Linked DNA regions of Mus musculus: all the other regions are linked to region 1. A link is a contact called in public ChIA-PET, HiChIP or PLAC-seq and promoter capture Hi-C data. All regions are on one chromosome and are shown on one strand. The core of a region is the stretch at or near the end of the contact, and the rest is flanking DNA. Distances in the headings are between cores, read along the strand shown.

Region 1 (3,725 bases), core at 807-3,306:
AGTGGAGGCTGCAAATAGGCCCCAGATATGATCTCACTGCAGGTCAAATAGAACCTGACTGTGGTGAGCACCAGGGGTTTCATTACTCTGCATAACAGGAGGGGCACCTGATGCCAGGATGGGGAGAACAGAGTTTTAAGAAAGGAGTGGCCCAAACTAGGCACGTTAATGAAAGCTATTCTGGGATGAAGGCCAGAAAGACAGACAGTGGTGGAACGGAACAGGGTTGGTTTAAACACAACAGAGACATTTTGTTGTCTAACTCCAAGAGGAAAAAAAAAGTGTCTAAATGGACTCAGTACTCAGTTACTACAAATTACTTTGATAACTGCAGAGCCCAGATACCACATCAGCTGCTGTAAACCGCAGATGACGCTGTAGGACTGTTACTGAGAAGTGGAGCCTCCCTGATGCTTGCAAAGGACAGATATTCACCTATCATTTCCCTTTCAAAAGCCATTTAATTGCGACCTGGAGAGATGGCTCTTTGGTTAAGTACACTTGCTCTTCCAGAAGACCTAGATTCAAGTCCCAGCACCCACGTGACAGCTAATGACCATCTGTAACTCCAATTCCAAGGGATCCAAATGCCTCTGTGGACATTGCACGCATGATGCCCTTACATACATGCAGCTATACACTTATATACATAAAATAATACATACATCTTTAAAAGTGCTTTCTTAGGCTAATAGAAAAAACACTGTTAAAAGTCAGTGTATTCCAGACAGTAATAGAAGCCAATATCACAAAACAGTAAAACTTCAGCTGGGCGTGGTGGCGCACACCTTTAATCCCAGCACTTGGGAGGCAGAGGCAGGTGGATTTCTGAGTTTGAGCTAGCCTGGTCTACACAGTGAGTTCCAGGATGGCCAGGGCTACACAGAGAAACCTTATCTTGACCCCCCCCCCAAACAAACAAACAAACCCCCCAAAGCCCCCCCAAAACAAAGAAACCCACAGTAAAACTTTCTCTAATCAAAATGGCCCACTCAGTAAACATTGTCTACTCTACAAAGTGTTGTGGAGCTAAACACTATGTACCCACCATTCAGTGTCTAACCATTAAAGCAAGAGACGTTTCTGACACACTACTACTTAAGATCAAGTGTCACCTCCACATGATCTTGAGTGAGAGGGAAAAAATTACTTAATTCAAAAGAGGAACTAGAAAGAGGGTGCCCTAGGCTCCTCTGAAAAGGTTTGTTTTTACACTGCAATACAGAAGTTTATCTCCAAACAGAGAAAACGGTATTCTGCAAACCTTAGATGGGGGAATGAAAATCTTGGCCAACCACTGTAAATACTGTTTACAAGTAAGGGCAGGAGCGCCCTGGAAGGTATGACGCAGAGGTTTCTACACAATGCCTTCAGCTCTGGGTGATTTAACCTCGTTTAGATCAGGCTCACCCTGGCTTGGGTTGGGCCCACTAGCTGCAAAGGCTGAACTTAACGCTCTGCATCAAGCTTGTCTGAGTCCGAAACTGCGACAGCAAGGGGGCGAGAGGGAGATTTCTGTTCTCAGATCCCTTTCTTTGAGGTTTAGGCAAAAAGCCTCCCGTGCATCAAAGACAGAACCAAAGCAGCGACAGTGGCTTGGGAGGCGCCCTAATTTCTCTTCAGTCGAAGTGCACACTTTTAGTCCATCAAGACAAAAAGCACTCCCTAAAATTCACTTCCGGGAGGGGCCGCCAAAGGTGACCTCACCCTCCAGCCGGGGACGTTGACAGGCTCTGAGGAGCGCATGCGGTCCTCCCCTCTGTGGTCCACCCCGCCTCATCCTCCCGCCGTAGTCCTCCACGTACGATCCTTCTCTCCGTGATCCTCCCACCGGGGTCCTCCGCTCCCACCACCTTGGACCTGGCGCACTTACCCCCGGTTAGGACCCTTGGGGATAAACCAGGGCACGAGGAGGCCCACGAAGCCCCAGAACACGCTCATCACGATCAAAGGCACAGTAAGGCCGTGGTATGCCATGCCTGCGCCCCAGCAGCCGAATCGGTCCGGAGCCTCGCTCTCGTCCCACCCGGAAGTGTCAACAGAGGCTCACGTGATCGGCGCGCTAAAGCCCCGCCCTTTGCGCGCGGCGTGACTCGACCGTCGGACTCCGCCCCTTAGACTAGAGCCCCGCCCTTACCTGGCTAGTCTCAAGGCTGTGGTTCCATGGGGCTTGACTGAGATGAACCTCCAGCCACCGGGGAGGGGACCAGCAGAGTTTTCTGGAAAGAACTTAGGCCCATTTTGGTGATGTGTCATTTACAGTTTTATCTATATTTTACGCGCAGACATAAATAAGTAAAACCTACAATAGTGGACTACTGTTCTAGAGTCTTGTATGCTAGGCTCCTGCTTTGCATTCTTCCATAGCCCATGAACTACTCACAATCGCCATCTCTGCTGCAAGTGAAGAATCACAGTCGCATTGTAAGTAACTTCACGGTTGTAAGGCTCTTAATCGTTGGTGCTGCTGTGTGTCTTGTACAGAGTGCCAGGGTCTGAGTTACAGAAGTAAATCTGACAGCCATCTGAGAGAGGTCACATCTCCAGAGAAGATGGACAGCTGAGGATGACCAGGCCCTACTTTGCATTCCCGCCAGTTGTCACAACAGTTTCAATAAGAATAGGAATTATCGGGGCTGGTGAGATGGCTCAGCAGGTAAGAGCACCCGACTGCTCTTCCAAAGGTCCTTAGTTCAAATCCCAGCAACCACATGGTGGCTCACAACCATCTGTAACAAGATCTGATTCCCTCTTCTGGTGTGTCTGAAGACAGCTACAGTGTACTTACATATAATAAATAAATAAATCTTAAAAAAAAAAAGAATAGGAATTATCACCGGGCATCGTGGAACACGCCTTTAATCCCAGCACTCAGGAGGCAGAGGCAGGCAGATTTCTGAGTTCGAAGCCAGCCTGCTCTACAGAGTGAGTACCAGGACAGCCAGGGCTACACAGGGAAACCCTGTCTCGAAACAAACAAACAAACAAACAAGAATAGGAATTAGCCAGAAATATCATTGTGGCTCGCCAGAATTGTAGGCTCATTGCACCATGAACTTCCTGAGACACAGAGGAGGGGAGCAATTCTTGGAGGTTTTTTTTTCCCTTGGGGCCAGGGACTTGCTATGAGGAACACAACAGCTCCCAAATGCTGGGATTGCCAGTGAAGCACCATGCTGAGCTGAGGTTGGTTTTGCAGAAGCTTGCAGACAGAGCAAGATGAAAAGGGAGATCTGGCAGCTGAATCCAGTGTGCTGGCTGTGGATCCATTTCCCCGTAGTAGCCACCTCTCCTGATTTCTTCATCAAGTAGAATGGATTCCTGAATTAATTGGACCCTTCAGCAGCTGTACCATCTTTGCAAATGATTTTCAGACTTTAACTGAGCCAGCTGTAGTGGCCGCATACTTTTAATCCCAGAATTTAGAAGGTGAAGGCTGGCAGAACCATGCAGTTAGGAACAGGCCAAACTAGACTCAGAACTCAATTTGAAGTGGAGGTCCATCTATTGGTCATGTCTTGATAGTCACTCAGCTCACCATTAGTAATCTGAAATAATTTGTTTCTTTAAAATAGTCATGTAATTTATGTCAGGTGATGGTGGTACACACCTTTAAAAGCAACACTCAGAAGGCAGAGGCAGGTGAATCTCTGTGGATTCAAGGCTAGCCTGGTTTACAGAGAGATTTTTAGTCAACCAGGACTATACAGAGAAACCTTGTCTCC
Region 2 (3,725 bases), core at 889-3,388, 460 kb before region 1:
GATCTCTGTGAGTTCCAAGCCAGCTGGGTTTACATAGCAAGTCCCAGGACCTCCAGGGCTATACAGAGAGACCCTGTCTCAACCTCCTCCCTTACCACCACCACCAAACCAAACCACATTTAATTCCCTGGCATTCACATGGCCGCTCACAACCACCTATAACTCTCTAAGGGATCTGATGCACCAGGCACACACGTTATACCAGCAGCCAAAACACCTAGACTGATAAATAAGAACAGATTAATAAAGTCAAAATGAAATGGAAGAAAAGAAAGGATGGTTCTCTATACTGCCTAGCCACACATCCCGTGCTAGTGTGTGATCTCTGATGTTCTCCTGGCAAAATTACCAGAGAGCTCTCTTCTCATTTTCCCCACCCCACGGTGGGGAAAGAAGCAGAGCTTGGCTGTGTCAGGCAGCACTGTGGAATACAGAGAAAGAAATATTACCCAGCTGTAGAGGGAAATGGGGGAGGAAGATCAGGGGTGGCTCAGTAGCAATAGGAGGCAGGTCTTGGGCGGAGGTGGGAAGGAGGCGGAGGGAGGGGTTTAATCTGAGCAGATCAGTGGGTGGTTTAAACAGGGAACACTCTCCACAGTTCCCGAGGTAAGGAAAGGGAACCTTGGCTGGAGTGCCATGCCAAGGTGAGGCGCTTGGTAGGCATGCCCCTAGAAAATTTCCCTGATCACCCCATTATGTTCCAAGCCCCAACACAGCCTCACCTTAGCTGTGTTAGCCATGAAGCTGGGTGGCTTTCCTGAGGTTCATTTACTCCCTACTTCCAGGCATTGAGGGCCCCGGGTGGGCTGGAAGCCACAAGGGCCCACCCAGGTATGGCTTTAAAGAGCACTCGCCTGGCCACAGCCAACTTGGGAGTCAGGGGTGGCGAGACCCCTTGCCCTGTCTTGGGCTGTAGGGGGAGTAACTTGATGGCAGCAAATGGTTCTCCCTTCCACCTGAGGTACAAGTGTGGTAAGAGGTTGAGAAAGGTGCCAGGGTGCCAGGGAAAGTTCGTGCCCACTGCCTCCTTCTGTGGTCTCCCTTCCTCTACCGGCTACACTGCAAGGGCTGGCCAGACAGACAGTCCCGTGAGCTGCCCCACCCCCACCCCAGGAATTGCTCCCTAGGTTGTGAATGTTGAGAGACATTAGGGTCTGACAGACCTAGTTTGGAATGTGGCTTTGTTCATTCATTCATTCATTGAGCACTAATTTACAGAGTGAGTTCCAGGACACCTGGGGCTGCACAGAGAAACCTTCTTTCTCAAAAGAAAAATCACACACACACACACACACACACACACACACATATGATACCCATGTGATATATATATTATGTTAAATTTTGCCATAATAAAAACACTCATTCTTAGAGCTAGAGAAATTAGTTATTAAGAGCATTTATTGCTCTTACAGAGAATCAGGTTCGGTCCCCAGAACTGACACATGTACATGGTGCAGGTAAACACTCATACATATTAGAATAAAGAAAACACACTATAAAAAAATTGTTTTAAAGATTTCCAGGCTGCAACAATGTTTTTGGTTCTTCATAAGAAACCGCTCCATGTGGTGAGCAATGTGACCGGGAGGCTGGAGATGTAGCTAAAGAACTCTATCAGAGGTCCATGTGGTAGAGATAAGTACAGGGTGATGAGTGTGAGTGGGGCAGCTGTGTGTGTGTGTGTGTGTGTGTGTGTGTGTGTGTGTGTGTGTGTGTGTGTGTGTACACGACGGACGGTGTGTGTGTGTGTGTGTGTGTATGTGTACACGACGGACGTTAAGATCAAACACATATCCATCCAATAACAACCTGTATTTACATGCAAATGTTTCGTTTATGCAAAACAGCAGAGGTCTCGGGGGAAGCTTTTTCAGTCTCGAGCTTGTGAAGTCATTGAAAACGAAGAGCAAAGCTTTCCCCAGGGTACACCGCGTTAGCTTTGCCCCTGGGAGCTGGGCGAGTACCAGAACCAAGAAGCTGAAGAGCTCAGACCTCGCTCTCAAAGGTGAGCAGCGCCGCTGCCTGGAGGGGTGTGGGCCGTTGGTAGAACTGCGCATGTCCACGGGGAAGGCCAGTGCGCCTTAGTGCGCACGCGCCCTCTGCGGTCTTGACTACTCCCCCCCAGGGGCGGGGCAAGCGGGGCCCAAGATGGCCGCTCTCCGCTACCGGCGTTTCCTTAAGCTCTGTGAGGAATGGCCAGTGGACGAGACCAAACGGGGCCGGGACTTGGGCGCTTACCTGCGGCAGCGGGTAGCGCAGGCCTTCCGGGAGGGAGAGAACACCCAGGTGACCGGAGGGGAGGAGGGTGGGCACGTCGAAGCGATGGGCGGCAAGGGTGGGGGATCTGCGCATGCGTCGGCCGCTGCCAGGCTGCACGTGCGCGAGGTACCCATCTTGCAGTTAGCTGCGGAGTGCGACGCCTTCTGCGCAGTTTCCTTCCTTGTCTGCACAGTGTAGTAGTCAGTGAAGCGGCCCTGAGGTCCAGATGCCACTAAAGAGTCAAATTGTAAGGCGGGGTTGTTTCTTCCTTACCATCGTTAATGTGTCTGCGAGCCCAGCCTATCCCCAGACACCTCCAGCTAAGCCTCACTGCCTTCCGTCACTGTGAAACTGAGTCTCCCACACAGGTCCCTTGTGTGAGTAGTAGACCTTCTCGCCCCACTCAGGTTTAGGTTACCTTACCAAGCACGGCCATGTGCATGCATAGAACTAGGTTAGTTTCCAGGGAAATCGCAGTGAATTAGATGAGGTCTTTCTCCTTTTGCCTTTGGATTCTTATTCAGGACACGAGGAACAAATAGACTCATAAGACAGTTCCAATGAGTACTCTGATCGTGGTAAATGTAACATTAGTCGGGTTCCTGAGGCTTGCCTGAGGAAGTTACACATAGGTCGGTCTCGAGGCAGGGAGACAGTGAACACTGACTGCACTTCGGGAAGGGTGGCCAGGCACTTCAGAGGAAACCAAACTGACATATTACAGAAAAGAAAGCAAGCCTACGGGTAGTGAGTGGCATGTCTACAGCTAAGATTTGAAGCTGAAGGAAGGCAGGAGCCAGGCACAATACAGATTTTTTTTTTTTTTTTTTTACCAACAGATATGTCTCTGTACCCTGTTAATGCAGTGCCCACTGGGGCCAGAGGAGGGCATTGGATCCCCTGGAACTGAAGTTAGAAGTGGTTGTGAGCCACCATGTGGGTACTAGGAATCAAACCTAGGTTCTTTTTAACTGCCCAGCCACCTGCACTAGGGGTCAGATCTTACCAGGAAGCAAGGGAGAAGCCACCGGGGACATTTAGTCAGGGGACTGACGTGCCCTGATTTTCAAAGGTTCCTCTGGTGCTCTGGCATTGGGGAACAAGGAGCTGCAGAGAGCCTGCCGTGGTAGCACCGGAAGAGAGAGATGCCGGTGGTGGTTTGGATAATGGTAGTGGCACAGGAGACAGAAGTAACAGAAAGCAGACCATAATGTGCGGGTCACATCAGCAGCGCGGGTGTCCTGGATGTGGGGTGAAGGAGAGGAACCAAGGACAGCTCCCAGATTTCCCCTTTTCTTTTTTTGGCTTGAGCAGCTGGTTGCTGAAACGGGAAAGACTTAGATGGAGCAGGTGGGGTGTGGGAAGTGCATCGCACATTTGACGTTGGAGGCTTTAAACTCCCAAGTGGAATGTCAAGTAGGCAGGAGGTTATTTGAGCACAGGGCTTAGGTAAGAGGTCAGAG
Region 3 (3,725 bases), core at 796-3,295, 400 kb before region 1:
AGCTAATTTCCGGTGTCTTCCTTGATCCCTCTCCTTTTTGGTTTTTGGTTGGGTTTGGTTTTTCAGACTCGGTCTCACTGTGCAGCTCTGGCTGGTCTAGAACTTGCTATGTAGACCAGGAAATCCGGAGCTCCGCCTACCTCTGCCTTCAGTGCTGGGATTAAAAGCGTGTAGAGCCCATGGTCCACTGATCTTAACTACCTGACCACCAGGATTACAGACATGAGTCACCTCACCTGGCTCCAAAGTATGTTTTTGTTTGTTTTTGTGACACAGCTCCCTGCAAACTAGGCAAGAGCTCTACCACAGAGCTCCTCCACCAGAGCTTGGGGAGCACTCTGGAAGAGCAGGGGTAAATGCTGGAGGAAGAGCACCCCTCTATGGAAGCAGAGGAAGGCAACCTCATGCTCCTCCTCTCACTGGTCTGAGCCATAAGATGACCTCAACCCACTGAGTCCAGGTGTCTGTGCCTGAAGGAGTGCGCTCTGAGCTTCCTGAACGTCCCCTAATGCAAGGCTGCCGAGCCCTCCCCCACCGGTGCCCCCTCCCTCACGGGAGGAAAAGGGGAATGGGCTAAGGAAGGGAGGTACCACGTGGATCAACACCCGTAGCACAGAGTGGGCACCAGGGGGCTGAGCTGGTAGACGGCACCTCTAGCACCAGCAGCCTGGGCATCCCTTGCCAAGACTGGAAAGAATTCCCTGGACAAGCTGAGGCTTGGGGTGATGCAAGCGGTGGCTGGAGCTGAAAGAACACACGAGGAGCCAAAGCAGACGGGGCTTTACCGGTCCCACTGAAGAACCTAGAAGTCAGCAGGGACCTGGGTGGGAGCTCAAAGGGCACAGTGAACAATGAGCTGTGGGCAACAAGAGTCCTCTGCGGTGACAGGTCTCACCCCAAGACGGGAGGGCAGAACACCCGGGGCTCCCTGAACAGTCTGATAACCACCTGACAACTTCTAAATGTCTGCCTCGACACCCCCCCACACACACACACACATCCCACAGCGGTGCTAAAACCACAAATGGCAGGCCTCAGGCAAGTGAGGTGTTTCAGTCTCAGGTTGGAGCCCTGAGTCTGGTCCTGAGTTCTAATGCCGAGACTTGCACCTGCCCTCTGGGAGCTGCGGAGAACAGACCCTGTCCAAGACCAGAATCCTTCGGGCTCAGCAGGACCAAGTGGAGCCTGGGTCCCTGCCATGCTCGGCTGTACAGGCCAAGCCAGGGACGCCAGGAGGATCTCAGGAGTCCCTGTTCCCAAGCCCTGGGAAGTGACAGAGATGGAGGTGTGGGAAAGAAACCAGGCAAGGGGGTGTTTGTTCTTCTAAGTGGCCTTCTTGTTGTCAAAAGCTGGCCCCAGATTGTCTGCTGGAAGCCAAGGGCGTATCTTCCCCTACCGCACCCACTTCTCTGTCACCTTCCTGTCACTCCATAGGCCGATGACGGTACACACCTCTGTGCACAGTCCTTCCCTGTGCTGGCAGCAGCCAGGGGCCCCAGGGGACCTTCATTTTTTTCTGCTCTCTCCCACATTCCTCTCTCTTTTCTTCTTCCTCCCTCCCTCCCTTCCTTTCCCCACTTGCCCAAAGAGCTAGGAGACTGAAATTGCCAATAAAACCAGAAACACAAAAAGCCAGACTAAAATCCTGTCCCTGCAGAGCCAATGTTCTAGTAAGGGACACAAATGACAAACCAGAACACCAGAGGCTGGGTAGCTCAGCGGGCGACAGAGCTTAACTTACAAGCCTGGCTGGAGTTCAATCCCCAGACCAGAAGAGAAAGATTCCCTGAAAGTCATCCCCAGACCTCCACACGTGCCCTGTGACCTGCAGTGACGCCCATACACGGTAAAAAAATGTCAGCACCGGGATGCATCAGAAGTTCAGAACCATCTCGGCTTCGCAGTTAAATCTGAACTCACCCAGCTAAAAGCCTGAGAGAAATGGGCTTTGAGAGAGAAGGAGAAGTGAGTTACACAGAACACAGAGCATGCTGGGCTCAACTGATGCAGAAAACTAAACAGAAGAGGAACAGAAGTCAGAGAAAGCCACACCAGAGCCAGGGACCTTGAGCCAGGAGGAAGCTGAGCATAGTGAGAGGTGGGGGCAAGCAGGGCAGAGGGGACAGACAGCAAGTGAGGGGGTGAGGGCTGGCTCGTCACTAAGTGGAGGAGGCTGGTGTAGCCGGAGGGAGAGTGGACAATGTAGAACCAGGTATGACTGTAGTCGGGGCAGAGGAAGGCTGGTGGGGGTAGGGGGGAGGGCTCAAGGCTCACTCCCACACAGCTGCTGAGGCACACTTCAACCCAGGACATCGACTTAGACAAAGCCCTGACACAGCAGTGCAGTGATAGACACATGCGTGGGGGAAGAACTGCCTCGGGGCCCTCTGCAGGCCAGGGTCTCCAGGAGCAAGCAGCCAAAGGATGGAGTCCACCCCTGGCCAGAAGAGCAACTGCTCTGCAGACCCGGTGGCGTCACACTGGCGTGTTCCTGCCTGCTCGCACCACGCCCAGGCACCAGCTGTCTGGCGCATGGCAGCCTCAGCCCTTTAGGTAATCCACTGCTTGGCCCAAGAACAACCAGGTGATCCCTGTGTCCAACCCTGCCACTGCCAGGGCTGTGTTGCCTTCTACCATGGAGGATAGGAGGCCCCTTGAGGGACAACACTTGACCAGGCCACAGAATGAAGCCATGCTTGGGCCCTGGGGTTTTACCCAGGAGGAGACACACACACACACACACACACACACACACACACACACACACACACACCGCCAGAGGCAGGTGGATATTCAGAGTTGGCGAACACCTTTAATCCCAGCACTCGGGAGGCAGAGGCAGGCGGATTTCTGAGTTCGAGGCCAGCCTGGTCTACAAAGTGAGCTCCAGGACAGCCAGGGCTAAAAGTCCAGTCCCTTCACCTCACACATGGGGAAACTGAGGCACAGGAAAGAGTTCTCCTTTGAGCCTCTGAGGCCTAAGCAATTGTCTTTCCCAGCTTCTTTATTCCCTTTGAGAGAGAGAGAGAGAGAGAGAGAGAGACAGACAGACAGACAGACAGACAGACAAAGAAAACCCTGTAGACTTGTAAGGGTGAGTGGCAGGGAATTCGGGAAAGATTGGGCCCCTGGCCAGAAGTGGGTGTGCCAGGAAAGGGGGTGTGGTCTTGGATGGAAAAGCAGAAATGTACCACACTGAGTCAATGCAGTTGGGGTCGACACGGATCACAGAGGATGGTCTCAGGCAGACTGGTGTCAACAGACCTGGTACTAGGACCCTGTGGCCCGGGAGGGATGCTCACAGCTGGAGTGGAGGTCTTACCTCGGAACTTCTTGGGGGGGTTGTCCAGGTCCCCAGCTGCAGGTTCCACCACACAACGGTCATCCACCAGCCTAGGAGATAGAGCAGCCGGGTTAGAGGGAGGGAAGAAACTCATGTCCCTTGGAGCAGGGAACAGCAAATGGGATGAAAAACGACAGACAGACAGACAGACAGACAGACAGACAGACAGACAGGACAATAAAGTTCATACTTCCCAGTCTCAGCTAGGACCCAAGCTAGGGTCTGAAATTCCTTCTTCTAGCCATGGCTGGGAACTGAATCCTGCATCCCTGGAGGGTATCCATCCATGTCCCCTTCCCCACCTTCTGCCCATACACCCACCCAGGCAGGCATCGATCAATCAATCCGTCACCTATACTTGCACCTACCCATCCGTGCATCC
Region 4 (3,725 bases), core at 776-3,275, 380 kb before region 1:
GCAGCACCAACATGGTACACAGACATACATGCCTGCAAAACACATATACATGAGAGAGAGAGAGAGAGAGAGAGAAAGCGCCAGCAGAGGGATTCCCAGACAATGGAGGCTGCCTGGGGACAGGAAAAGGGACCTTAGATCCTTGGCTCTGTCAATCCTCAAGGTGATTAAATAGCATCTACCCTGTGTTCAGCCCTGAGCCAGACACATCAACAAAATGTGACTACTTCTGAGAATCTGCAGAGTTGGGGGGAGTCTGGGCTCCCACCTTTGGCTTTGCCACTCCCTCCCCAACACACACCCCATCCCAAGACAGCATGTTTAGTGCTGACTGCGCAGTTCCCCTGTAGCTCCCCAAGAAGGGCCCTGCCTGGCAGGGCTCTGAGCCAGGCCTGCAAAGATGCTGGCCCAGACGAGGCTCCACGCCTCAACTCTGGGCAACTTCAGAAGAGAAATCTGATGGGGAGATGTGTGTGTAGAAATTTCCATCTGACCCGGGAGGTGTGTAGGAGAGCCTGGAGGATGCTTGGAGAAGAGAGGGATGCTGGAACTCCCATCTCAGCCTCCTCAGGCAGAGAGGCCCTGGAGGTTTCTCCTCCCTACAGCACATTGAATTTCAACCACCAAGAGGAGAGAGCAAGGGAGCCAGGAGCCTCCCACCTGCAGGGCTAACTTTGAAAGAATTCCTGACACACTTCCAAAGCCCCCAGAGAGGAGTCACCCTGCCAGCAGCTGGATGGTGCTGACAACGTGAGATACCAGAACATTAGCCACTACCACCCCACCTGCCCGAAAATGGGACAGAAAGACCAGATCCGGGCTTGTGCGCTTCCTCCATCCCTGCAGCAACGAGGTGCTCAGGGTCTATCCAAAAAGATACTGGGATTCTAACCTCTCCCAGCTACCGGCCTGGCACCAGCATGGGATGGAATCAATTCCCTGCTTATCCAGCCCAGACCCCGGGGGGTGACAGCCAGAATTAATTAATGTTTGTAAAGTGCTCTAGAGAACCTGGGACCAGGGACCCAGGGGCGCCAGAGTAGCTACACAGGAAATTGACAAGGAGGGGGTGGCGGTGAGAGGGGGGCCAGCTGGCCAAGACCTGGACTGCCTGGACAGGGAGGGTAAAGAAAACACTCTGAAGAGGAGATGGGGCACAAGGAGAGTGAAAAGATGCTACCTCTCCAAATAAATAAATTAAATGATTAATTAAATAATTAAATAAACCGATTCAAGATGGGGCTATAGAGGTGAGTGCCAGGCTTCAGGCTGAGCCAACCCTAGCACCCCACCCCGAATCCCAAACAAGAACACCCAGGCCCTCTCCAACTCAGGCCCCAGCCACCTGCATAACCCGAGGACCACTTGCAGAGGAAGTCCGAACCCCTCAGCCATGAGTTAAGAAAAAGAGTGTGCCAGAAGTGGCGGGCTTCGTGGGCGCTGACGCCTTCTAGAACTCCCCAGGGCACCCGACTACTACCTGAGCAAACAACGCACTTCCTTTCTCTAAGAGAGGGGTGCCAGCGTCCCTTCGCTTCTGGAGACTGGGCTGTCCAAGCAAGCCTCTATCAAGGGCTCAGGGGACTGAACATTGGCAAACAAGCAGCTGGTACCGTGGTCCCGATGCCCCTCTCTTTGCCCTAGGCTCACTCACCCCAAAGTGCTGATGAAGCCATTGACAGAGCCCTCGGCGTACAGGGACACAATGTCCCCGATGTGAAGAAAGCTGGACATTTCATTCATGGCTTCGGCCCTCCGGGGCTCGAGGCGACGAGGTCGCCCTGAAGCGAGCTGCCAGGCTCGGTGCAGAGGACTGAGGCGCGCTGGGCGGAGAGGGGCGCAGTGCCACCTCGCAGCCCGGCGACCCGGACGATCGGGACGGCAGGAGTAGGCTGACTGCCACCAGAGAGCGAGGAGGCGCGGCGCGACCCGGGTCCGGGTGAGGAGGTGCCTGCGTCTCTGCGCGCTCGCAGCCCTCCAGCCCGGCCGGGCCCGCGCGTACCTGCAGCCTGGAAGGAGCAGGAAGTCTGGGGCCGCCACACACATGCAAATCCCGCCTGGGAGGCGGGGAGGCCACACCCCACCCCGCCCCCGCCGCGGCTCCCACGTGCACCCGCGCCCCAGGCTCGGCCTCTTCTACACCGCGCGCGTGCACGCCTGCACCCCCTAAAGCGCCCAGCTTGCCACCGGACGACCCCCAGGCTCTAGGGCGTTCTCTAGACGGCTTGTCCACCAGCACCGCGCTGCACTTCGGGGCTCTCCACCCTCGGAGATCCCCAGCTCGCCTAGCCTGCGGCCCACGCGTGGCTGAGCACACCGGGAACTTGGCCACGGTCACCCTGCGGCAACCGCGCCCAGCTGAGAACCGTCTTGCGCCTGGATGCGCGCTCAAGCCCTTAGCGTTGCAAATCAGGATTCATTTCTCTCAACATGAAAAGTCTTTTCATTGCACAATAGAAAGTGCTTTGACTTGGAGGGGAAATGAAGCAATGGGGTGGGTTTGGGTTTTTTTTTGTTTTTTGTTTTTTAATTGTCCTTGTTGGGGTTTCTCTCTCTCACTCTCTTTCTCCCCACATTCCTGTGTACAAAGAGATCCAACTTCCGAATCAGTTCAGCCGCTCCCTCTCCAGGAGGAATTGGCTCCAGTTTCTCTTGGCTCCTTCTGTCTTTGCTTTAAAATAAATAAATAATACTGGGAGGGGGAGAGCATTACCTCCTCTAGTTAATAGTGCACCCCAGCGCCCACTGAAACAAGTTCTCGTAGCGGGCCCTTGCTCACAAAGTTCAGCCCTCAAACTCATCGCCAAGTTGACTACTTTCTGTTCTGCGCCACGGAGGCTGGGCGTTTGCTTCCTCCTAGAGCTTTGGTTTGAACTCCTGAGATAAGAATGCGCCACCACCACCCCCTTTGGTCACGTTTGCTCCCTCCCACCCAGCCCCCCTTATTTCCTGAGGGGCGGGGATGGGGGCGTTTGTCCCTGGGAGAAAAGGAGGAGGGGACTGGAGACAGAAGCAGGAAGAGACCCAGGAGGGGTGGAGACAGCCGCCAGCCGTGAGACAGCTGCTGACCTGCACCGAGAGTTCTTGAGTGCAGGGGATTTTTACCAAGACCCTTAGAACTGGTGGTAGTGGTTAGCCAAGCCTTTAATGGGGAAGTAGAGGCAGGAGGACTGGGAGTTAAAGGTCGCATAGTAAGTTCGAGGTTTACCTAGGGCACGTGAGAGTCTGCCTCAAATAAATGTAAGAATGGGCTGGAGAGATGGCTGAGTGGTTAAGAGCATTGCCTACACTTCCAGAGGATCCAAGTTCAATTCCCACCACCCACATGGCAACTCACAACTGTCTGTAACTCCAGTTCCAGGAGGTCTGATGGTCTCACACAGATATACATGCAGGTAAAACATCAATGCACATAAAATAAAAATTAATTAATTAATTTAAAAAATCAAAACAGGGGCTGGTGAGATGGCTCAGTGGGTAAGAGCACCCGACTGCTCTTCCAAAGGTCCGGAGTTCAAATCCCAGCAACCACATGGTGGCTCACAACCATCTGTAACAAGATCTGACGCCCTCTTCTGGAGTGTCTGAAGACAGCTACAGTGTACTTACATATAATAAATAAATAAATCTTTTAAAAAAAGGGCCTGAAGAGGTGGCTCAGCAGTTAAGAGCACTGGCTTCTCTTCCAGAGAGCAGGGATTTGATTCCCAGCACCCACGTGGCAG
Region 5 (3,725 bases), core at 516-3,015, 350 kb before region 1:
GGCCCTTGTTGCCCATGTCCATTTTATGGGTGAGGAGAGTAGGCAGAGATACCCAGCAATGCTCCTCTGTCACATGACACGGCGTGGAGCAAGTGGGGTTCCAACCTCAGATTCTGCCTCATGCCCTGCTGGGCTCCTGCCCCACCCCCACCCCCAGAAGTCTTAGAGGAGAGGCATCCATTTCTGCTCCCCTCCCCTCTGCCCCTCCCACCTGCATCCTTACCAAACTCAATTGGGCAGTGTTCATCCTCTTCCTCCTTGATGAAGGCCCCAGGGGTGAGCGCCAGTGGTCCCGGAACCCACTGTAAGCATCCTTGTTCTGTCTCCAGGGCCTGGCCAAAATGCTCCCTAAACCCAAAGCCACAGTCAGGTGGGGTCAGGGGACACCCACAAATGTGGCCTGACTCTACCTTGAGTCTCTCCACGGACCTGCTCTGTTCCCTGGGATAGCTAACAGAGGGGTTTCCCTACCACCTCTGGGGGACATAGGATGTGGGGAGCTAGGCACCTTCCAGACAGGGAACTGCTGCTAAGACCAGTGGGAGAGAAAGCCAGGCAGGAAAGTAGGGGTACAGGCTGGAGCAGAGCCTACTTCAGCGTACTTCTGTCCAGACTCTAGTGCACCCTTCCTAGCCTCTAGGATATTTTCTTTGGTTGTTCTTTGTTTTTTCAAGACAAGATACCCCTCGGTGTGGCCCTAGCTGTAGACCAGGCTGGCCTCAAATGCAGAGATCTGCCTGCCTCTGCCTCCTGAGTGCTGGGATGAAAGATGTGTGCCACCAATGTGTTTTGTTGTGCTGGGGACTAAACCCAGGCCTGGACCGTGCTAGGCAGGCGGTACTCCACTCTGAAGCCACACCTCAGTTCCCAGCCACTCCTCACACAGCCCTGTTTGCTGACCCTCCCTCCCTTGGGACCCTTAACTGTCCCTCATGGCTTTCACTATTCAGGACCCCTTACCCCAGCCCATTACAGCTGTGGGCTTCTAGTCATGGCCCTCATGCCTGCATCCTCCTTCTGTTCTAGCTAGATCAGGCTACCCCACCAGCCCTAGCACCAGCAGCACCAGCCCCTCACCTGTCTGAGGCCCCGGAGACCTCCCCTACTGGCTCCTCCTCCTCTCCTTTCTTCTCAGGTAGCTGCTCCAGAACCTCCCAGGTTCCTCTGAGAGGAACTGATGTTACCTCAACACCCTGGGCCCTTAGCTTCGGGACATCCTTGGAGGTGAGGGTCTGGGACCCTGAGTCCCCAGTGCCCAGCTCAAAGGCATCATGCCTCGGGTTGGAGGGAGCTGCAGAGAGAACCCTGGGCGGGGGCTCCCTCTTCCCATTAGAGGAAGCTGCAGAGTGGACCTTGGCCCGGGGCTCCTTCCTCCCACGACCTCCCTGGTGGCCCATCATTGGGGAGACAACATCTTGCTCCCATGAGGAGCTGGGCTGGCTCCTGGTCAGGGGCTTGTTAGTGCTCTTAGAACCGCCCTTACTCCCCACCAGGTTTCGGAGAAAGCGCAGCATGGAGGAGCAGCCTAAGATCCGTGACCGAGGGGTCCGCGCCGGGGCTGCCATCCTGAGTGGGACCCCGACTCAGGGAGAAGCCATGGCAGCCAGCCCAGGACCAACTGCTAGCAGAAACCTCCAGTTGGAAACTTCCAGAAGTTCTAGAAGGCAAAGAGGAGGTGGGGGTGGGGGGAGGCTATAACTGGAGGCTGGTGGGGGGGGGTCTACTGGAAGGAAAGCGGGTAGAGGGGTAGAGGGAGCTAGCCAGGGTCCAGCTCAGCAGGTCTCAGAGGAAGGCTGGAGATTGAGGGATGGTGAGACATAACACAACAGCACCCACAGGCTGTGGAAGCCTGGCTGAAGGCAGATAGGGCGGCCGGGGGGGGGGGGGAGGAGGGTGCACACGCTGAGAACAGGACATCATATGCTCCTGTCTATCCATAAACTCCTGTTTACTCTGGGTTTGAGATCAGTCCCTGCAGCTGCCAGGCTGCAGGGATCTAGGACAGCACAAATTCTGAGCTGCCCCTCCTCCTCCTCTTCTTCCTCCCCTTCCCCCTCCTCCTCCTCTCTTTTAGGGTGTTAGTAGCACAGGCTGGCCTCTATTTCATGATCCTCCTGCTTCAGCCTCTTGAACGCTGGGACTGCAGGTCAGCTCATCCTGGTTTTTGTTGTTGTCTGTGGTTTGCTTTTCACTAGAGGGAGAAGATGGAAGAGGAGGCCCGGGAATCAGAGACAGGAAAGGCAGAAAACAGAACGCTTTTCCCCTTGGCTGGGACAGGGCAGGCAGGGGAGGCTGTAGCTGCTTCCAAGCCCGGCCGAGGACCTTCCCCTAAGCAGCAGCCTCCCTGAGCGCCTGCATCCGGCGGCCACCGAGAACTTCCTCTAGAGGGAGCTGGTCATTGCCGGGAGCTGGGACCTCCTCTATGGTCACAAAGTCGCGAGGTTTCCTGGGCCAAGAGGCAACCCGAGGCGGCATCCAGCACCATGAATCCACTGATACCAGTTCCTGCCAGTCAGGCCTGAAACCTTGGCCCCTGGAAGCAGCCAGCAAGCCCTTCGGGGTCTTCGTCTTTGCACGGCTGAGCCATCCCACATCTGGAGCAGAGTCATTCAGGTACACGGGCAGCCAGTGCCAAATCCCACCGTCCTAATCCTGGGCAATTCTGGCCCAGGGTGGGGCAGAAACCTCCATCGGCAACCCGGTGAGGAGGGAGGCCTTGATGTGGCTTCCCTGGGAGGTTCTGAAAGGGAAGCTGCAGGCATGGTTCACACAGGGCCTCTGGCTATACATCAGAAGCGCCCCTTCCTGCCCGGTTCTGGTGGCCCTGGACTTTTATGTGGAAGGAGGGGAGGGTCAAGGTCATGAACAGAGACAGAAATTATACGGTTGATACTCCCTGCTGTACCAGGACACGGACAGTCCTCCCCCAGAATGATTCTAGGTACAGCCTAGTGGTCGGTTGTGAGGAACATGCATCCTGGGCCCAGCCAGTGGACATAATGGGAAGTCAAGGCGACTTGGATGGGGGCCAGGTGGGCCAGGGCAGCACTGGCTGTGGAGGGCTTTTCTGAGACTCTTCCTGCTCTCTAACAGTAAGCCTCCAGGGTGGTGTTATTATTACTATTATTATTTTGAGAGAGAGAGATGTGGATGAAGTCAGCGTCCCCTGGCCCTGCTGGCCTGGGATTACAAGGTACCAGGAAGAGCACCCTATCCCGGAAGGAGCCGTTGGGTAGACTATGCCCAGCAGAGGGTTGTCTTGATGAGGCCTGGCTCTCAGGGATGGCAAGAGGAGGGTCTGTCTGCTCACCCTGTCTCCATCAATGAAGAGGGAGGTGAAGGGGAGCCGGCCCTCCCCCACCCCTTTTCAAAGAGTGCTTCCTGCAGTGATGGAGGTGGCCCACATAGGGGTGGGAACTCTTGAAAGGGTGCAAACTGAAAGTGAAAGGTCTTGCCTCAGGAACTAACCGAACTCTGAGACAGGTCAAAGAGGAAAACGGGCTTGGGTGTGGCTATAACACCAGCCAGCCAATGGCTGAGTCAGGAGGATCAGGGATACAAGACTTTCCTCAGGCTGCCTAGAGGGAACCTGTCTGAAATGAACAAATAGACAGGTAGGTAGGTAGATAAATAAACCAATAACCAAAGAAGACAGCACCAAAGAGTATGGTGTGATTTGGCACACTGTGTGCTGTAGCAGTGAGGTACACTGGGGAGACTGTGAG
Region 6 (3,725 bases), core at 376-2,875, 340 kb before region 1:
GACAGCACTTGACCCTGCAGAGCACCTAAGTTGGGTTCCCAACTACCTGTAACTACAGCTCCAGGGGATCTAACACACTTCTGGCCTGCTCAGGCATGGTCACACACCTGCAGATACCCACAGATATAAATACATCTTTAAAAAGAAAGAAAGCTGGACATGGTGGTGCATGACTTTAATCCCAACACTCAGAAGCCAAATGCAGGCAAATCTCTGAGTTCAAGGCCAGGCTGGTCTACATATACATAGTGAGCCCTAGGCCAGCCAAGCCAACACCACATAGTGAGACCCTGTCTCATAAACAGAAAGGATGAAAGGAAGGGAAGAAGGGAGGGAGGGAGGGAGGGAGGGAGGAAGGAAGGAAGGAAGGAAGGAAGGAAGGAAGGAAGGAAGGAAGGAAGGAAGGATGCTAGCCTGTTATTTGAGAGACTGAGGCAGGATTGTGAATCCCAGCCCAGCCTGGACTACAGCATTCAATGCTGTCTCAAAAATAGAACATTCTGAGCATGAAGGTGGTGCCTGCATGTAGTCTCTGTGTTGGATAAGAGATTTCCTCACTGCCTTTCTCTCTCTCAGAAATCAGGCCCTCCCCTCCAGCAGCCTCTGCTGGGACAGGGTTGATAAATGGGCTCACAGCTTTCCCGGAGCTCAGTCATCTCCCTCCCACTTGCAGCTGTGAACAAGCCCAGCCTCCCTGACACTTACACTGAGGACAACCTCGAATTATAACTTGACTTTTGTCTACTGTTCTCTTGCCTTGTGACTCCTGGCCCGTGGGCTAGGCTGGGCTAAATCACGTGATGTGAGATCGCCTCCTCTTACTCGGAACCTTATGGGTCGGAAACCCCTTTCATCTTTCAGAATTAAAGGCTCTCTGTCCCTTCAAGACTCCATTGTGAGTGTGGAGAATCGGCTGCAGTTAAGAGCGATTGTGAAGGTCCTGACTTCAGTTCCCTGCATGCACATTAGGGGGGTCACAGCTGCCTTGTACCCCCAGCTCCAGGGGCTCTGACTCCCTCTTCTGACCTCTGAGGGTGTCTGCGCCCACATGCGCACATAATTAAAAACAAAATAAGCTTTAAAAATACAATAGCGCGCTGTTGATAACGCAGCGCCCCAACTCTAACACCAGTCAGAGCTGCCCAAGGTCGTGGGGTCTTTCCTAATAATGCTCACTGCTCACATCAGCTCCTCTCTACTGTAACCAGGGTTTCTGTGGTAAGCCACAGCAACCAACTCATCAAAGGATCAGTAATTCAAGGCTATCCTTAGCTACGCATGAGTTGGAGGCACCCTGGTGACAGGAGACCCCATCAGAAACACACACACACACACACACACACACACACACACACACACACACAAACACACACACACATCCGCACGTGGATGAGAAGCACGGCTCCTTCCTTCCTGTTTTGCTGCCCCGTCCTTATGTCTTGAGCTGTAAATCTCCCACCCCCCACCCCCACTACAACCACCACTTATTGTGCCTGCATGTTCTTAAAGTCTCCACCAGAAGTCCCTATTTCTGTCAGGTGGCGCTGTTTCAAACTGTGGAGGAAAGAGAGGTCTAGCTGGCCACCCTGGGTGTGGGTGGGGCTTCAGGGTGATGGGCAGGCAGGCTCTACTTCCTGCCCTAGATCCCTACTTCCTGATATGACCTGCTGCTTCACGTGGCACCTGCTGTGGTGGTGAGGCCATCCCACTGCCAGGGTGGGCTGCATCTCTCGAACCCCGATCCAGAATTTAGCTTTCCCAGTTTGCTTCTTTTGGGTGTTTGGTGACAGTTCCGAGTCTATACTAAGGCACTGTGATGTCTCCAAAGGGAAACCATCTTCCTTTTGGGACCTTCTCTTTTGGCAATATCTACCCTTTCACTTTTATCTTGTTATTTTGGCTTTTAGATACAAGCTCTTTCTCTGTGGCCCTGGCTCTCCTGAAACTTGCCCTGTAGCCAAGGCTGGCCTCAAATTCTCAGAGATTCACCTGCCTCTGCATCACAAGCGTTGGGATTAAAGGTGTGCACTACCATGCCTGGTGCTCTCTCTCTCTCTCCCTCTCTCTCTCTCTCTCCAAGGTCTCACTCTATAGGCCAGCTTGTCCTGGTCACATTATGTAGCTCAGGCTAGCCTTGAACTCTTCCATCCTATCTACCTCTTACCTGAGCACCTAGATCATAGGCACCACACCCAACAAGAACACTTTTTTTTTTTTAGTGTTCTTTACGTAGTTTTACATTATACTTAGGAACTATAATGAATTTTATTCTTAACCGATTCTCTATTGTTGGCCGTTTATGTAACTTCCAAGCTGTTAAAATTAACCAGCATGCCAATTTATGGGAAGTCTATCTGGCAAGTAAGTAAAATCATCCTGCAAGTTGTCTCACATTGTTCCCCCACGAGGAAGCACGCTGGACTGGAGAACTCAGACGTTCCTGATTGGTCCTAAGGCCAGACGTCAGCATCTGAGGGACTGTCTGTAAGTGTGCTGGGCCGAAAAAACAAAAACAAAAACAAACAAACAAACAAAAAACCCCCAGCCAGGCGTGGGGGCGCACACCTTTAATCCCAGCACTTGGGAGGCAGAGGCAGGCAGATTTCTGAGTTCGAGGCCAGCCTGGTCTACAGAGTGAGTTCCAGGACAGCCAGGGCTACACAGAGAAACCCTGTGAAACTCAGAAATCTGCTTGCCACTGCCTCCCGAGTGCCGGGATTAAAGGCATGCGGCACCAAGCCCAGTTGCTGAGGTGGAACACTGTCAGCGCCCTCTTTGGGTGCCATCTTGCTGAGTCTTACCGAATCCTGAAAACCAGATCCAGGCTTTGTGCACTACAAGTAGCTGCTCCACCAACAGAGCTACAGTCCCGTCATGGCTCCCAGTAGCCTACGATTCTATAATGCAAGGACCCCCTCCTGCTCCCTGCTCCAGCCCTCACCTGCACCATCAGAACTGATGCTGGTGTGCTGTGCCACAAAGTCACACACTCCTGTGATCCCAGCATCCAGATAACTGAGGCAGGGGGCTCTCTGTGAGTTTAAGGCCAGCCTGGTCTACACAGAGAATTCCAGGACAGCCAAAGCCATGCCCGCCTAAACATGTAAAAAACAAGGAAGAGCATGGGGTGATTCGTGGGGAAAGATATTTGCCTCCAAGCCCCAGAATCCTTATTAAGAGACAGCTGACCCCCATAAGTGGTCCTCTAATCACGATGGCACTTGAGCGTACACACACATACTCACACACACATACTCGTCAAACTTGAGCATCTGAGCCGACCTAGAGGAAGAATGGGATGAGCCATCACAGAAAGAGGCACCTTGTGTGTGTGGCCACGGGGTGTCCAAAGAGGGTAAAAGTGTCCTTCTTCCCATCCTTTATCCCCCAGTTTCACCCTCCCCCCATCACTAGATAGGAGAGAAAGAAGAATGCGGGGGGGGGGGGGGAGGAGGAGGGGGAAGACAGAGATCCTTAAATCTAATTTCCTTCTTCTTGTTTCTTCTTTGAGCATGACCACTAACACACTGAAACCAACCTCCCTCCCCCAAATGACCACCAACCACCACTCTCCACCTTGCAGTGGGCGGGGATGGAGGTGGGGGTCCTACCATTTATCTACACAATCCCAAACATCACACAATCTCAGACACTGTCTGCAGCTGGCAAAACCGTGCCTCTGGTGGAGCACGGCATAAATCACAGTCAGCTGCTGCGAAGCAGCC
Region 7 (3,725 bases), core at 694-3,193, 310 kb after region 1:
CCTGGGCTGTAAAATATACACACCGCAGACCTTCCCCACTGTGACCACACCCTTTGCAATGGGACTTGCTATATTGTGAAGACGCCTGTCTGCGGGGTCAGGGTGCTCGCCGGGTCTCTTCATTAGCTCATCACTGAGAACGTGCAGCTCTGACTCCAGGCTTCAGCTCCTCCACGGCTTTCCTCTCCTTGAGCCCCGTCTACATCAGAACTAACCGAACCCATTTGATGCAAGAAAGGAGGCAAAACAGAAATGAGCCCGTCCATGACCAGCCAGCCCCGATGCCAACCTCAACCCCATAATTAAACAAGTAAATCAACACTTGAGCTGGACCAGATCAGTAAACCACCCCAATATCAGTTGCCTGGTGACAAGTGAGAGATTGGTGTTTTGGGCTTTTTAAGACTCATTACATAGCATCGCTGTAGCAATGGATGAGTGATACAGATGCTTGGTGGGTCCACTCCTTGGAACCTGCCATGAGAAGCACAGATCAGACAAGATACCAAGTCAAGCCTCTTCACTGGGCCACACTACTGGCAAAATGTGGTACAGCCACCCTTAATCCATCAGGGAAGCTGGCTCACTAGAGATGGCTGTCCTCACAGTGTGGCTCTAAGCCATGACAGGGACAAGGATCACCCTCACAGGGTTGCACGGAAAGGCCTTGGTGTTCTGGTGCCTGGAAGGGAGAAGAGTCACCCCAGTGTGTGAGACACATTTCCCGTGGGAACCTGTCTGAAGTGTCCTGAAGAAAGGTCTGTGAGGGGCTTGCTGTGTATACACGGGCTTCTAGAACATTCTACAAGATGCTTCTGTGTTCCTATTAAGCGAATGTCCTACGCAGTTCACCCATGTCATCCAAGAGCCAGGCCCCGAGCTGTCTGCAGGAGTGTCCACAATCTCCTCTAGGAAAGGCTGGGTACCTCATTCAGGACTCGCGAATCTTGAGTTCAAAATCATATAAAAGGCACCAACCTATTAAAAGGTGTTCAGCAATTTTAATTACCAGAGAAGCATGCATTGAACCCACAGTGAGATCCTGTTGTGTAAAGATCAGGGCCCTGAGGATGTGGTAACTACCACCACACTCAGCATTGCAGAGAGAGAAAACTGGCATGCCTGCTCTGGTTTACGCCACTAAGCATGTGTTTACCACTAACCCCAGTAACACTATCCCCTGCTATCTACCAGCGAAGGGAAAAACCATGTTTACCTAAGCAGCCGAAAATGTTATTGATAAATGAATGGGATTAATTAGAGGTATCACGTCTATACAAATGGAATACAATTCAACCATGAAAAGGAACGGACTTAGGAACAACACAGATGTCTCTCCTAGGTCTTGTGACCACCATCTGCCAGAGAAGCCGGTCCCATCTAGCTATCCAGCCCATTCATTAAAGTTCCAAGCGAGAAGCAGTGTGTGGGAAGGACTGCTAAGCTGGAGGGCAGGTGGGCGGGCGCCAGCAGATCCAGGCAGGAGCAAACTTTACTGGAAATGGTTTGCATCTTGATTGTGGTGTGGTTTAACGGGTTACGGGTTTATGGGTGGTTTTATCCAAACTGTGAATTTTATTGTATGCAGATTCTATCTCAGTCAAACCAACAACAGGCAGAAGACTCAGCTCCTTCAGCCAGGCCTCTGGGTCCCGCTCTGCTGCCTCTGTCTCCTTATCAGATGTGAACCAGCCCAGCTTCTCCCTTTTCAGGCTCCCTGCCAGGCTCCCAAGACAGTGAGTAATTAGGGCTCAGGAGTCTTGAATATGGAGCCAAAATCAACAGCTGGATCAGACCAGATGCCAAGCTGCCTCCAGCTAGGCGCTGTGCTCAGCCTCCTGCCCCCCACCTCTCCAGAGCTCCACCTCCCCACAGTCCAGTCAGAGCCATCAAGTCAGGGCTACGTCCCCTTGGTCTCCAGTCTCAGCTGCAGAAAGTCCCTGGAGTCTCTGTCACATAAGCAGCAGAGTGCCCCTGTCCACACTGAAGGACTTTGTTATCCTTACATTACAGGCCTGGAGCATGATCTCCTTCCATCTGTCTCCCCGCTCCTGAACCCCTACCTTGAGCAGATTCTCCAAGGTTCTCTCTGTTCTCTCTCTCTCTCTCTCTCTTTCTCTCTCTCTCTCCCTCTCTCCCTCTCTCTCTCTCTCTCTCTTTCTCTCTCTCTCTCTCTCTCTCTCTCTTTTTTTGAGGAGAGCTAGTAGCCTGGAGCCCCAGTCTAAGCTGTAGTGTTCTAGTCTCATGGAACCATTGGTCCTCGGGGCCCTGAGGAGGCAGAAACATTGTGGAGACTTCCAGCCACAGAGGGAAAGGTGGCACACGCTGTCTCCTGGACTGTGGGGTCTGGAAGTGAGCCTGTAGTATGTGGATCTGTGATTTAAAAAAAGAAGAAGGCGGCTTTCGGTTGAGGAGTGAAGGTGTTCCCAACCTACAAAGGTTACTCTCATGTGGTCTCCTGCCCCTCACCAGCAAGCCAGTGTGCTTCTGAAGCAGCTCTCTAGGAGGCCCTGTGGGACACACAGTATGGCAGTGCAGATAGCTGGGGCTGTGTGTCCTGGAGCAGCTTGCTCAGCGTCTCTGGTCTCTGAAAATGCACACCCTAATGGGACCCAGGATGGTGACACTGTGTGGGAGCATCTCCATGCTTTGTACTCCTCTGAGGCTTAGTCAAGGGCTTTCTCCTCCAGATGGTCATCAACCCAACCCCAGCCACAGAGGCACGCCTCCCAGCTGTGCTGCTGTATGTGGACAGGTGTCACTCTGAGCTGACATTCACTGTCTCCCTTAAGCATCAAATAAAACTCCCAACACTCCTGAAGGCACTGCTCTTGGGCAAAGTCACCAGCCAGCCCTTCTGGCTTCTGTGTTCCTGTCACACAGGAGGTCTCGTGCTGGGAAGAAGAAGCAACCTCAAACAGGGTTCACAGGGCTTGGAGGTCCTGGCGCTTCATCTCTGGCTTCTGTGTGTCATCTTACCTCTGGCTTGGCAGAGCCTGTTGGATTCTGGGAAGGCAGAGCAAGCTTGACCCTACACATCCACCCTGACCCTCATGCCCCTGTCCCAGGCCATGCTGACAGTATAGAGAAGCATGGGGTCTCTGAGAAAAGTTCTCCTCAGGGAGCCCATGGACCTGCAGTTAGCTGCAGCCAGTTGACATAAGTTGACTTCCTTTGGCCCAGCCAAGCACCTCATACGAGCTCTTACTATATTCTTTGCCAGAGGAGGGCAAAAAAAAAAAAAAAAAGAAGAAGAAGAAGAAGGGGGAGGGGAGTTTGAGCCCAAGCCTGGACAGGCTCTTTGCACTCTGTGCTCCTTGGCAAGCAGTCACGTACCCCTGGGAAACAGACCATATAGATCGCACTGCAGACCCCAGGCAAAGCTGGCCTAGAGGGGGAAGAGCCTCCCTTACTGAGTGGATGGCCAGCTTTCGAACTGTCCCCTAAGCCCACAAACATCATCTATTCCTCCACAGACACAGGAACAGAGGTTCAGGCTGAGAGCCCTCCCTACAAATCCCAGCCATGACAAGCCATGGTCCTCAAATAGGACCCCAGTTCTGTGTGATTCCCAAGCCCTGCTGACACAGTGTCTGCCTCCACTCACTTGTTTGCATGATGGATGGATGAGATGCCCATGATCTCCTGAACAGCATGCTACCTGACTGTGTGGCTTAATGAAAGGCTTCCTGTCTCAAAGGCATCTCCTCGACTTCCAGGATATG

What was found. Promoter capture Hi-C pulls out the DNA fragments that hold promoters and counts their contacts. ChIA-PET counts read pairs in DNA pulled down with a chosen protein or histone mark. HiChIP or PLAC-seq counts read pairs in DNA pulled down with a chosen protein or histone mark. Capture Hi-C pulls out chosen DNA fragments and counts their contacts.
Region 2: a promoter capture Hi-C map of pancreatic islet shows a contact between it and region 1. The contact joins the promoter of Uqcc2 here to the promoter of Atp6v0e in region 1. A contact is called at or near these places in 6 of 39 promoter capture datasets (the 3T3-L1 cell line, the C10 cell line, the SN4741 cell line and 3 more), 2 of 484 Hi-C or Micro-C datasets (the N1E-115 cell line and double positive thymocytes), 3 of 115 datasets of contacts at active chromatin or transcription factors (large pre-B cells, pancreatic cancer cells and pro-B cells) and 1 of 9 other capture datasets (pancreatic islet).
Region 3: an H3K4me3 HiChIP or PLAC-seq map of bone marrow-derived macrophages shows a contact between it and region 1, with 3 times the contacts expected there. The contact joins the enhancer-like site here to the promoter of Atp6v0e in region 1. A contact is called at or near these places in 1 of 39 promoter capture datasets (pre-B cells), 2 of 484 Hi-C or Micro-C datasets (B cells and myocytes) and 2 of 115 datasets of contacts at active chromatin or transcription factors (bone marrow-derived macrophages and pancreatic cancer cells).
Region 4: an H3K4me3 HiChIP or PLAC-seq map of pro-B cells shows a contact between it and region 1, with 5 times the contacts expected there. The contact joins the promoter of Itpr3 here to the promoter of Atp6v0e in region 1. A contact is called at or near these places in 1 of 484 Hi-C or Micro-C datasets (B cells) and 4 of 115 datasets of contacts at active chromatin or transcription factors (embryonic stem cells, large pre-B cells, pancreatic cancer cells and 1 more).
Region 5: a contact with region 1 is called in a promoter capture Hi-C map of pre-B cells, with 4 times the contacts expected there. The contact joins the promoter of Ggnbp1 here to the promoter of Atp6v0e in region 1. A contact is called at or near these places in 6 of 39 promoter capture datasets (the SN4741 cell line, hematopoietic stem and progenitor cells, hippocampal neurons and 3 more), 2 of 484 Hi-C or Micro-C datasets (the N1E-115 cell line and regulatory T cells), 6 of 115 datasets of contacts at active chromatin or transcription factors (the 230-238 cell line, T-cell acute lymphoblastic leukemia, embryonic stem cells and 2 more) and 1 of 9 other capture datasets (macrophages).
Region 6: an RNA polymerase II ChIA-PET map of memory CD8 T cells shows a contact between it and region 1, with 10 read pairs. The contact joins the enhancer-like site here to the promoter of Atp6v0e in region 1. A contact is called at or near these places in 3 of 39 promoter capture datasets (the 3T3-L1 cell line, the C10 cell line and liver), 3 of 484 Hi-C or Micro-C datasets (the N1E-115 cell line, erythroblasts and regulatory T cells), 8 of 115 datasets of contacts at active chromatin or transcription factors (the 230-238 cell line, the SCID.adh cell line, T-cell acute lymphoblastic leukemia and 4 more) and 1 of 9 other capture datasets (macrophages).
Region 7: a contact with region 1 is called in a FOXA1 HiChIP or PLAC-seq map of pancreatic cancer cells. The contact joins the enhancer-like site here to the promoter of Atp6v0e in region 1. A contact is called at or near these places in 3 of 115 datasets of contacts at active chromatin or transcription factors (bone marrow-derived macrophages, double positive thymocytes and pancreatic cancer cells).

What each region holds. Positions count from the first base shown.
Region 1 is chr17:26,674,727-26,678,451 of GRCm38.p6, reverse strand. Atp6v0e (ATPase, H+ transporting, lysosomal V0 subunit E) reads right to left here and starts at 2,056. Exons shown (of 4, transcript NM_025272.2): 1 at 1,874-2,056. The coding sequence starts at 1,977.
Region 2 is chr17:27,132,304-27,136,028 of GRCm38.p6, reverse strand. It overlaps Uqcc2 (ubiquinol-cytochrome c reductase complex assembly factor 2), which reads left to right and starts at 2,138. Exons shown (of 4, transcript NM_026063.2): 1 at 2,138-2,289. The coding sequence starts at 2,152.
Region 3 is chr17:27,072,766-27,076,490 of GRCm38.p6, reverse strand. It overlaps Itpr3 (inositol 1,4,5-triphosphate receptor 3), which reads right to left. Exons shown (of 58, transcript NM_080553.3): 2 at 3,323-3,393. Among named protein-coding and RNA genes, the nearest start is that of Mir7677, 17 kb to the left of the region's middle. Within about 2 kb of position 2,045, at least 76 of the 459 cell types and tissues checked have an H3K27ac peak or open chromatin away from gene starts, as enhancers often do. A contact at or near this core is called in B cells and bone marrow-derived macrophages, where this site is marked.
Region 4 is chr17:27,055,604-27,059,328 of GRCm38.p6, reverse strand. Itpr3 (inositol 1,4,5-triphosphate receptor 3) reads right to left here and starts at 2,025. Exons shown (of 58, transcript NM_080553.3): 1 at 1,655-2,025. The coding sequence starts at 1,743.
Region 5 is chr17:27,027,299-27,031,023 of GRCm38.p6, reverse strand. It overlaps Ggnbp1 (gametogenetin binding protein 1), which reads right to left and starts at 1,765. Exons shown (of 6, transcript NM_027544.2): 1 at 1,078-1,765; 2 at 224-348. The coding sequence starts at 1,565. It overlaps Bak1 (BCL2-antagonist/killer 1), which reads left to right and starts at 2,397. Exons shown (of 6, transcript NM_007523.3): 1 at 2,397-2,613.
Region 6 is chr17:27,010,016-27,013,740 of GRCm38.p6, reverse strand. No RefSeq gene overlaps it. Among named protein-coding and RNA genes, the nearest start is that of Bak1, 17 kb to the left of the region's middle. Within about 2 kb of position 1,625, at least 126 of the 459 cell types and tissues checked have an H3K27ac peak or open chromatin away from gene starts, as enhancers often do. A contact at or near this core is called in the 230-238 cell line, the SCID.adh cell line, T-cell acute lymphoblastic leukemia and 5 more, where this site is marked.
Region 7 is chr17:26,366,504-26,370,228 of GRCm38.p6, reverse strand. No RefSeq gene overlaps it. Among named protein-coding and RNA genes, the nearest start is that of Neurl1b, 46 kb to the left of the region's middle. Within about 2 kb of position 1,943, at least 68 of the 459 cell types and tissues checked have an H3K27ac peak or open chromatin away from gene starts, as enhancers often do. A contact at or near this core is called in pancreatic cancer cells, where this site is marked.